3 separate regions of the Mus musculus genome follow, and all the other regions are linked to region 2. Evidence: chromatin contacts called from public HiCAR-type and HiChIP or PLAC-seq data. All regions are on one chromosome and are shown on one strand. Each heading gives the region's core, a stretch centred on a gene start, on an enhancer-like site or on the middle of the called end of the contact. The rest is flanking DNA. Distances are from core to core; before and after follow the strand shown.

The links. HiCAR-type assays count read pairs that join an accessible place to other places. HiChIP or PLAC-seq counts read pairs in DNA pulled down with a chosen protein or histone mark.
Region 1: an H3K27ac HiChIP or PLAC-seq map of embryonic stem cells shows a contact between it and region 2, with 6 times the contacts expected there. The contact joins the enhancer-like site here to the promoter of Scg3 in region 2. A contact is called at or near these places in 15 of 39 promoter capture datasets (cranial neural crest, embryonic stem cells, frontonasal cranial neural crest and 8 more), 5 of 115 datasets of contacts at active chromatin or transcription factors (astrocytes, embryonic forebrain and embryonic stem cells) and 2 of 9 other capture datasets (adipose tissue and embryonic stem cells).
Region 3: a contact with region 2 is called in a HiCAR-type map of astrocytes, with 2.1 times the contacts expected there. The contact joins the promoter of Hmgcll1 here to the promoter of Scg3 in region 2. A contact is called at or near these places in 3 of 39 promoter capture datasets (cranial neural crest, hippocampal neurons and maxillary cranial neural crest), 1 of 484 Hi-C or Micro-C datasets (cerebral cortex), 4 of 115 datasets of contacts at active chromatin or transcription factors (VIP interneurons, astrocytes, fibro-adipogenic progenitors and 1 more) and 1 of 9 other capture datasets (pancreatic islet).

Annotation. Positions count from the first base shown.
Region 1 is chr9:76,103,354-76,106,574 of GRCm38.p6, forward strand. All of the region lies in intron 7 of Hmgcll1 (3-hydroxymethyl-3-methylglutaryl-Coenzyme A lyase-like 1), which reads left to right. Among named protein-coding and RNA genes, the nearest start is that of Hmgcll1, 90 kb to the left of the region's middle. Within about 2 kb of position 1,753, at least 15 of the 459 cell types and tissues checked have an H3K27ac peak or open chromatin away from gene starts, as enhancers often do. A contact at or near this core is called in embryonic stem cells and stem cell-derived epiblast-like cells, where this site is marked.
Region 2 is chr9:75,682,199-75,685,726 of GRCm38.p6, forward strand. It overlaps Scg3 (secretogranin III), which reads right to left and starts at 1,858. Exons shown (of 12, transcript NM_009130.3): 1 at 1,437-1,858; 2 at 740-792; 3 at 76-121. The coding sequence starts at 1,527.
Region 3 is chr9:76,013,720-76,017,230 of GRCm38.p6, forward strand. Hmgcll1 (3-hydroxymethyl-3-methylglutaryl-Coenzyme A lyase-like 1) reads left to right here and starts at 1,258. Exons shown (of 9, transcript NM_173731.2): 1 at 1,258-1,463. The coding sequence starts at 1,356.

The sequences.
Region 1 (3,221 bases), core at 503-3,002, 420 kb after region 2:
GACTTATCTTGCCACGCTAGTCATTGTTGTAGCATTTAGGGTTTACAGCCAGGTATAATGATGATTGCTTTTCTCCACTGGCAGCTTACAGGGCACCCTTCAGCACTCTGAAAGCTAGCCAGTAGGGATTAAGCTTCCAGGTTCATACCAACTGGATTTCATCACGTTCTGTGACTCAAGCATGTTGTCTCTTCAGAGATAGGGTCTTTCTTTCAAGGGTTAGATGATAATTGAGAGCATTGTCAATAGTCTACTATGTCTGTGTGTCTATAGGAACTCTTGTCCAATGATTTGAAAAGAAGAAACCCATTCATTCCTGATACTTGAATTTTTATTTATTAGCCTCTGGTGTTTAGTGGGGATGGTATTGCCATATTATATAACTATGATAACTGTATTTAGCATTATATATATCTGATGTGTTTGTATATGTGTATGTATCATTTGTACATGATTATTTCTTCAGTTTATTTCCATCTGAATAATTAAAATGCCTCTATTTAAAATATAATTTTTTTCTGTATAGATCTTCTAATTTTGTAATAGAAATGTTTAAGTTACTATCTTTTGTTTAGGTTCTAATGAAATTATTATTAACTTGACTTCCTGAAGAAAGATTTTAATTTTATGTAGAAGAGCAAAACAAGCTAATTTTTTATAAGTATCTTTGAAAGAGTAACATGGAGGGAGGAAAACTTACTATGATTTTATTTTGACTATATACCAAGTATCCAACCAATTTCAGTGCATTTGCAAGTTAGCAACTGCCATGGACTGGCCTCAGTCGGTCCCCCTCAATCTGTGGGAGAAATCAGGGTTCCCGTACAGGTGGGCAGGGAGTCAGTGAAAAGGGTGACAAATAGACACAGACACAAGGGAGTGTGTTGTCTCTGAATGTAATTTTTCCAAGCAAGCACCAGACTTAAAATATAGAATAAAAACAAGAAAGTTAGGTGAATACATTTGCCAAGGTACATTGAGATGCGTATTGGTTCTTTACACAAAACAAAGAAAATGCATACATAAAAAGCTAGGGGGAGCCAGGCAGTGTTTACAACTGAGATAGAAACAGCCTTATTTTAAAACCAGCCAAACACAGGAGCCAGGTGAAGGGTCTGATGCAAAGCTAGTCTATTGTTAAACCCACCACCAGGGGTCCTTTAGTAAATACCTGATTATGCTATTCCTCTGGGCCTAGTGAAACACTCACCAGGGAAATTCCATTCTACTAACCCTTTCATGAATAATACTTCAGTTCCTCCTAAAACCACAACCCACCTTCTTCCTAGGCCATTGTAAATTCCTGTGTATGGGAGTGACTCGGCTATTGTTCTAAGTATTTACTCTGTAGACTAGCCCTGAGATTAATAGCTCTATTCAAGTAAATTGTAATGCCTGACTACTTTCACTGTCTCTACTAGAGGTACTTTTGAATGTTACTGAATAGGTAACATTCTTACTGAATTCCAAGCCCAGGAATCAAGGACTGCCTAGGACATTGGAACACTGGTGGAGGCTAATCTAACTTAGCTATATGTCAAAATCAATCCTTACAGGCTCTTAAAATAAAGCAATATTGAGGGAAAGCACACAGATCTGTTCACTGACTAAAGCAAGGACATTTTTGGAGCATTTGTTATACAGGATGCCACGTTTCCAGGAGACTAAGTTTCCGTGAACTTTTTGCCTCGGGACTGCGTCCAGGCTTTTAAGCCTGTCACACAAACTTCACTGGGGTAGGTGTGGCAAGCAACACCCTACCCATACAGTACTTGCTTATACTGCTTTCCCTCTGCCCACACCCCAGCATTCTGCCACTCCATTCCATCCAGTCCCGGTGGTTGATTTGTTAAGTATTTGATGTCCAATGTGTTGTTTTATTTGGACAATTGCAATGTGATTTACCTTTTATGTTTTATTATTTTTTATTATTTATTTATTTTTAAAACATTATTGGTTATTTTGTTTGTTTGCATTTCAAATGTTATCCCTCTTCCCGGTTTCCTCTCTGAAAACTCCCCATTTCATCCTGCCTCCACAAGGGTGCCCCCCAACCCACTCCTGCCCCATCATCCTAGCATTCACCTACACTGGAGTGTCAAGCCTTCACAGGACCAAGGGCCTCCCCTCCATTTGATGCCCGACAAGGACATCCTTTGCTACATATGCAACTGGAGCTACGAGTCCCTCCATGTGTACTCTTTGGTTGGTGGTTTAGTCCTAGGGAGCTCTGGGGGGTCGGGTTAGTTGATATTGTTGTTCTTCCTATGAGTTTGTAAGCCCCTCAGCTTCTTCAGTTCTTCCCCTAACTCCTCGACTGGGGTCCCTATGAAGCCACAGTTACTACACTGATACTGAAACCACTCAAAGACCCAACAAAGAACGAAACTTCAGACCACTTTATGAATATTGATGCAAAAATCTCAATAAAATTCTCGCAAACTGAATCCAAGAATACATCAAAACGATGATTCAATATACAGAAATCCACCAATGTAATCTACTATATAAACAAGCTCAAAGGGGAAAAAAACATATGATCATTTCATTAGATGCTGAAAAAGCATTTGACAAAATTCAACACCACTTCATGTTCAAAGTCTTAGAAAGAACAGGAATTCGATAAACATAGTAAAAGCAGTATATAGCAAACCAGTAGCCAACATCAAAGTAAATGGAGAGAAACTTGAAGCAATCCCAGTAAAATCAGATACTAGGTAAGACTGCCCACTCTCTCCCTTTCAATATAGTACTCGAAGTTCTAGCCAGAGCTATTAGACAACAAAAGGAGGTCAAAGGGATTCAAATTGGAAAGAAAGAAGTCAAAATATCACTACTTGCAGATGATATGATAGTATACTTAAGTGACGCCAAAAAGTCCGCCAGAGAACTCCTTCAGCTGATAAACAACTTCAGCAAAGTGGCTGGATATTAAATATTTTTTTAAACTTTAAAGCATAGTACATTTGTTATTGTTAGAAACTTCAAAAAGCTGTTGAATGCATCTCACATGTTTCTTCCTTTGAATTAAAAAAAAAAAACTCTTAAAAAAAACTCTACTGTTAAAAAATATAGAAGACTAAAAATACACAGTGGGTCTGAAAGACCCACAACGTGAGGACTCCCCCAAGTTCTGACTCAGGAGAGGCGACACCCCAAAATCACCAACGAGAAACGGTCTTGCTGCAAATTGCAAGAGGATTTTTATTCAAGAGTGCTCT
Region 2 (3,528 bases), core at 608-3,107:
CCCAACACATGCATTTTAGTTTAGAATTCTGTGACCCACATATTTAACTGAACAGCAGAGTGGTTTCTTTTTTACCTGAAGGGAATGCCTTTTTAATCTTGTCTGCCTCTGCCTCAGCGATCTGTGAGACAAACAGGAGACAGATCTGCTTTTAAATCCTTGCTTCACTACTTATCAATTCCACAAGATTTACTCTCTATGTGATTTAGTTCTGTTTGTAAAATGCAGGCAGAAAGCACCGTTGTCAGGATTAAATGAGACAAAACAAAGGGCTGATATGCTTTAATCAATTAATTCCTCTCTCCTGTGATACTGACAAAAGACAAATCTTCAACCAAGTGTGGTAGCATGTGCTGACAATCCCAGCACTCAAGAGGAAGGGGCAGAAAGATCAAGAGTTGTAGGGCAATCAAAGCTACCCAGCAAGGCTCTGTCTCAAAGAAAACAAAACAAGCCACGCACACACTTTGGTAAACTAGACAGTCTTATAAGAGTGGCTACAGTATTGATCTCACTGGGTTATCATCATGCCTCAGCCCATGTGCTATAAGAACTCAGTGCACTAATTGTGAGAACACAGAATTAGTGGAACCAGATTTATCATCTTAGTTTTTGTCAATTTATTATTAATGTCTTGGAGTTTATAAATGTAAAATGGCTAAAATATCACAAGGAAACTACAGTAAGTGACAACAGTGAATAAGATAACATAGGAGTTATAATTTTACATCTGACCTACCTGTTCATTCAAAGGTCTTTCTGCACTTAATTCTCTATTATGCAGGGATTTGTCTAGAATAAATACACATAAATATAAATTTAATTGTGCATTTGGGTGGTCAAATATGTTTCCTATTAAAATAAAAAACACAATGAAAAAAGATTTTTTGGAGAAATAATTCTGAATGTTATAAAATAAAATTTATAGTAGCAAAGATTATCAATTGTATACATGGTGAGTTCCAAAGTTGGTATGCTTATTATATTATTGCATATCCTGAATTAAATGCAATCACACTTTTATTTTCTGATCAGAAATTTAACATATAGTTCTAATTCTTAGCTTATTAGCTCTTTTCAATTGGAAACATACTATTTGGATTATCATTGCTGGTACATTAAAAGAGATCATCATATCCTGCATGTGTAATGAGCAAAAAAAAAAAAAAAAAATCCTAGCCACTTTAAGCACAGGTACTCGCTCCCCTTTTCAAAATAAGACCATGTTATCGCTCTATTATTTTAAAAGTAAAGGAGAAAGAAAAATCCATCTTCGTTCTCTGAAGTCAAAACCGTGTATATTCTGTCAATATGCACGATACGAGATCTGCTGAGAAAAACTAGGCAGGGCGATTTAGAGCTCACGGGTCACATCAAGCTTTATCTTGGCTGGGCCAAATGAAAGAGAACTCTAAAGCAGAGCAATGTCCACATACCTTGGCTGCCTTCGGGTTTGGGGAAAGCTTGAATTGGGCCGCTGTTGAGCACCAACACCAGTATCCAAGAGCCGGTCCAAAGGAACCCCATTCTTTCTTGCTCTTCTGTGCTTTGCTGGAAAGAGCTTGGCGCTGGGCCCCTGAGCTGTAGCTTTTGTTATGAATGAGAAGGGGAGTTAAGAAGCTGGAAGGGACAGGAGCCTGGGTGCGGGAAGGGAGAGGGTCTGGGCGCCTCCGGCGCAGTTGCTCCGGGCTGGAAGGAGGATGCAGGCTCTTCTGGCGCCCAGAGCAGGTGAGCAGGTGCGGTAGGCGCTGTCCGCCCCGCGGGTGCTGAAGTTCCTGCGCCGCCAGCGGACGCGGGCCTGGGCGTAGCTTTACTCCACTAGCTCCAGGAGAGGAAATGAGGAGGAGGCGCATGCTCCATGCAAACCAGAGGCGTGAGGATGGCGTCAGCGACCCAGCGCTACTCCAATCCCGCGGGAACGGAGCGGGGGAGGGGAGACAGGCTTGCTCGCGTATTTTCCTTGCCGCAGTCTTGGGTATGTTTCTACGTCGGAGTCGGGCCGGATTGCAGGATTGCTGGACGATAGGCATGGTTGCTGTACCTCAAGGGTTAAATGCCCTCTCTACCCGTGAACTTGTCAAGGAGACATGGGTAATCTTTGTCTAATTTTGATTGTTATTCTTCTGCAGTCTCTACTCCAAAATCCCTTCCTGCTATACTCAAAATTCTGTTATACCTTTATATTCTACTATAATCAAAATTCTGTTATAAACAAAAGATATAATTCTATCAAACCTTATAAAGACCTGCCTTTATTGATCTGTGTTGACAGTCTTTTGATGCTCTTGCATCTCAGCTCCACAGGAGCCTTTTGATTAGGAAAGCGCACGAATATTATTTCAAATACATTGTGCATAAAACTTCACTCTCACATAGTTAGAGAAGGAAACAAAACAAAACAAAACAAAACAACCCGTTTGTCCCTCTTGGAGCGAGAGTCCTCACCAGAAATATTCAGTTTTGTTCTCTTTCTTCTAACCAAGTAGGAAAAATAGTGTGCTTTTGTGACATTCTTCCCCGGGTCTAATTTATACCTGAGGATCTTGATGTTCTGAGAGTCTTTCAAGAAAAGGGAAAGCCATGAAAAATACTCCTCTCCTCATAAGCAAGTCAGAGGGGTGCTTCCTATAATCCGAGAATATCCTGGAAGACTGAGGTCATTGCATACAATTTACTATCCAAAGACTTTTAAGTGGTGAATGCGAGTAGCATAATGTGAGCGGGGTGCTGAGCAAGCTCTTTAGTCTGATTTTTAAGCAGAACTTGGATCTTTCCCTTTCAACTGCAGCCTGCTGAGAACCCAGCTGAAGAATGGCCACAAAGAAGGATCCAGCACAATCAGGCCTTTGATTTCTGGCTCCTCCCTCTCATGGACCAAGTTACTTATTTAAATACATGAAAACAAACAAACAAACAAACCCACTGACAAACAGATTTCCCTTTCTGGAGGTTTTGAGTTTAATAGTCATGCAAGTATTTCAGTTAAGAATCTAAAAGTCCTTTTGTTTCCATGTGAATCTTTTTTAAAAATTGATACATTAAAATCTGTTACAGAGTACTTCAAATCTAGCAGTTACTTCAAAACGAATAGATCTTTCTCAATGGTGGGTAGCACAGTATCATTATCCTGGTATGCTGCAGTCTTAAAAATTAACTCATGGGCTAGAGCAATGGTTCATTGGGTTTGCAGAGGACCCAGAACCTACATAAATGTAGCTCACAACTGTTTGTAATTGCAGCTCCAATCCTCTTCTGGCCTCTGTGAGCAACACATGTGCACATACCCCAACACAGACACACATCCATATAATTATTAAGATTGTGTTTAAAAATTTAAAAAAATTGGGTCATATTTTAAAATCACATCTGTGCTAAGGGAAATTTCTTTAGATCTCTGTTCCTTAAAACATAAATGACAGCTCTATCAGCTGACATATAGATGCCACTTGTTATCACATTAGATAGAAACTGAACTATGGAATGAGTAATGTTTCAGATCAGCTGACTTATGGAACAGGAAGGAATATG
Region 3 (3,511 bases), core at 8-2,507, 330 kb after region 2:
GTACAGGGCGTGAATGTGTTCAAAAGATCTTGTATGAAATTGCCAAGGAATTAATAAAAATATTCTTTATCCAATCTGGGTGGTGAATCCCTTCAAAATCTGTTCATATTATGTCTCAGAAGTTAGTCGTTGTATATATACGCCATCCTTTGTGCAAGCTTGTGCACCTGGGCGCTCTTGATTCCTCCTAGCTGTGGAAACAGTAGGGCCAGCTAGCTCTCCCTGCACAAGACTGTTCCTGACGATTGTGTGCTATCAGCTGCAAGCTATGGACTCCACGCTGAAGAGCATTAGAGTGTTGCAATCTAAGTGTGCTTATGAAGTAGGCCGAATGAAGCAGGGGTTATCTGATTCCAAGGCTATCATATAAATCCAATAATTTATATTTATAATATATAAACTTATATATAAATCAAACATACTTATATAGAAACTAAATATACATTTATATTATAAATATTTTATAAATATATACATTAAAATTTATTTAATTTATAATTACTTCTAACTTCTGACAGGTTGTTTTTGTTTGAATGAAAGAAAAGCCTTTATGAATTTAGTTATTGCTTTTTTCTTTCTTTCCTCCTCCTCCTCCTCCTCCTCCTCCTCCTCCTCCTCCTCCTCCTCCTTCTTCTTCTTCTTTTTCTTCTTCTTAAAAAAACAGTTCTTCATACCCAGGGGGATAGTAAAGGAACTTGTGGTGACGCCGAAGCAGACAGTTAAGTTCTAGTCCTAACCCCATGTGACAGTGGAAGGAGACAACCACTAAAACCAATAAATGTAAAACAGCGAAAAAGAATTCAGCATTTCAACATTTATCTTGCACCATCGGCTTACTGACAACTCTTGGTTTGCTTGTTTACCTCCGATATACCCCCCTCCCTCGCCCTTAATTTAGGGTTTGTGTTTTTTAATACCACAAAGCGCCTCGGCAATTTTAAATAGAGTTTTGACATAAACTCAAACCGATTCACAGTGCCAACCCTACAGGCTTGTGGCTGGGAAGGAGAGAATGTCTGTAGAGAGCCCAGTGCTTCTTCCTCTCAGAGGCCTGGGTCCTGCCTAGAGCTCTGACTCAGGCGAGCACCTGCAGACAATCAGCCCTGAGAGCACCATATTTTACGGAGGGGGGGGGGGAGTGCCACCCTGCCTCAATTAACTGTCCCCATCCAGGATCTGGCTCTCAGCGCGGGACTCAGGTGCCCGCTACACCCCTGCCTGGGCGTTGCCCAGGAACCGCGCCGCCGCAGTGCAGCTCGGACCCCGGGCACCCGCGGGACGCGCTCCCGGCTCTCACCCGGCTCTCGGCTCCGGCCGTGGGATCCAGCACCGCCCACGGCACCTAGGCTGCTGCTATGGGGAATCTACCATCTGCTGCGAAGCACTGCCTCAACTACCAGCAGCTTCTCCGCGAACATCTCTGGAGCGGAGACTCAGTGGCAGGGGCGCTGGATGCGGCGCAGGTACCACCTTGGGCCTAGGGCGTCCCTACCCCCATCCACCTCCCGTCATCCCTTTTGTCTGTGTCACCTCTGTAAGCCAGGGTCCTGCCTGAGGCCCGTTCTATTGTCAGTGTGTGGGTCTGTGGCTGAAAAGCCTCTCATCTTCTCAGCTGTGAACAGCAGGCGCATCCTTGCTGGCCTAGCAGTTTCCCTACCCCAGGCCTTTTGCAGGTCGCCAACAGGAGTGATCATGTCTGTGCGTGTTCTTGGAAGGGCGGTGCTTTTGTTCTCACTTTCTTCCTTGTAATGTGTAACAGACTACAAACATATCACCTTGTGTGGTAGAAAGAGGATGAAGCTAGGGCACACTAGGAAGGCACAGGACGACGATTAAAATCACATGGTATGTTAGAGCATTGACTATCCCTACAGTGTTTTTGCTTAATGAAATTAAACAAGCTTGAATAAAACCATTACAGACTAAAATTATTCCTGCATTTTCCTGAGAGCTTCATAAAGACAACTCATTGTTTATGTATTTATGATTCCATGTACTACCAACAAACGTGCCAGTTAAGTGAGCATAAGGTATATAAAGAAATTTCCTTTTCACATAAAACCGTAAACTTTAAACATAACAGGAAACAGCAGTAATGGTCGTTACCTAAATGTTGAAACCTGTTATGAGTCAAGGGCTTTGTGAGGCCTTAGGTATCATTAGCCTTTTAATTCTAGGCACCTGTTCACTTTGTGAACAGTGTAGTTCTTGTTATTTTTTTTTATTTTAGTGGGCTGGCCTAGCTTTGTTATGTGATGTTACACCAACAGTTCTGACAGGAGTTATTCATATCCTTATGGTGTGGTCTCAGTTCAGTGCTCCAACATGTGAAATCGAAGCCTTCGATCTACAAGTAGGACTTAGCATTCGTGGGTGGTTTTATAAATAGTTTGCTCCCCATTAATTAGAGTATGAGACTGGAGCTATTTGCAAGAGCCAAGTCCTAGAATGGGCATTCTGCCTATCAACAGATGGCTGGATACAATACAGAAGATATGGCATAATTACCCAATGGTTTATTATTCAGAGAGATGAACAAAATCAAGTCATTTGTAGGTAGATGCCTGGAAATAAGCCAGAGCCCAAACAACTAATATCGCCTGTTTCTCTGTCGCCTAAGGAAGGGACATAAATACCAAGAGGAGAAAATTGGGGGTGGGGGTGGGGTGGAGTTAGGAGACATGGCAAGCATCAGGAGGAAGGAGCAGGTGAGTGGGGGAAATGAGGCTATGAATATGATCACAGCCCACAATATGCACACGTGCAAGGGCCACAGTGAATCCGCTTTTACTAATAAGGCTCAGAAGGATTGACCAGGACCCTCTGGTGAGACCTGATGGTGACAACAGGGAAGTGGAGAGCCATGCTTTATCTTCTCTCATGTCCTCACGGTGGCTGATTTCCATGGAGTCTGGTTTGAACTTCCTGGAATGTTCTCAACATTCTTTAGCGGTCAGTTTGTCTTACGCAACCAAGAATCCCTAACATTTACTTTTCGGGATGAAGTCATGTGACTATTGCTTGGGTGATCCGTAGAGTGGTGTGTATGCTCCAGTGTTCTGATTTGTTCGGGGAAAATGAGAGCTTCGAAGATTACTGCTGAGGCTATGTAAGGTCACGGCTTTCAGACTCTTATGTGCTTTTCTGGAAGACGCTCTAAGTTATCTTAACACCCGCCAACTTTTCTGACTGAGACACTTCCATTTGCCCCTCAGTTATGTCTTACAAAGCATGTACTTGGTCCAGGTCTCTTTTTCCTGTGTCCTTGCTGAGCTCAGTGGCTTCTGTCTGTCTGGATCATCATGCCTGTCTGTCCTATGGCTTATCTCCTCTCACCCTCCTGGCTATTGTTTATATCCCAGTTCTTGGTTTTATATCCTCTTCTCACTTCTGAGCTTTTGTCTATACTTGGATATCTTAACAGAAAGTGATACTCCACATTTCCAACTTGCATCCATGTTCTCTCTCTCTCTCTCTGCTGGCTATTTTTCTGTGGAAAATCATCCCTGGT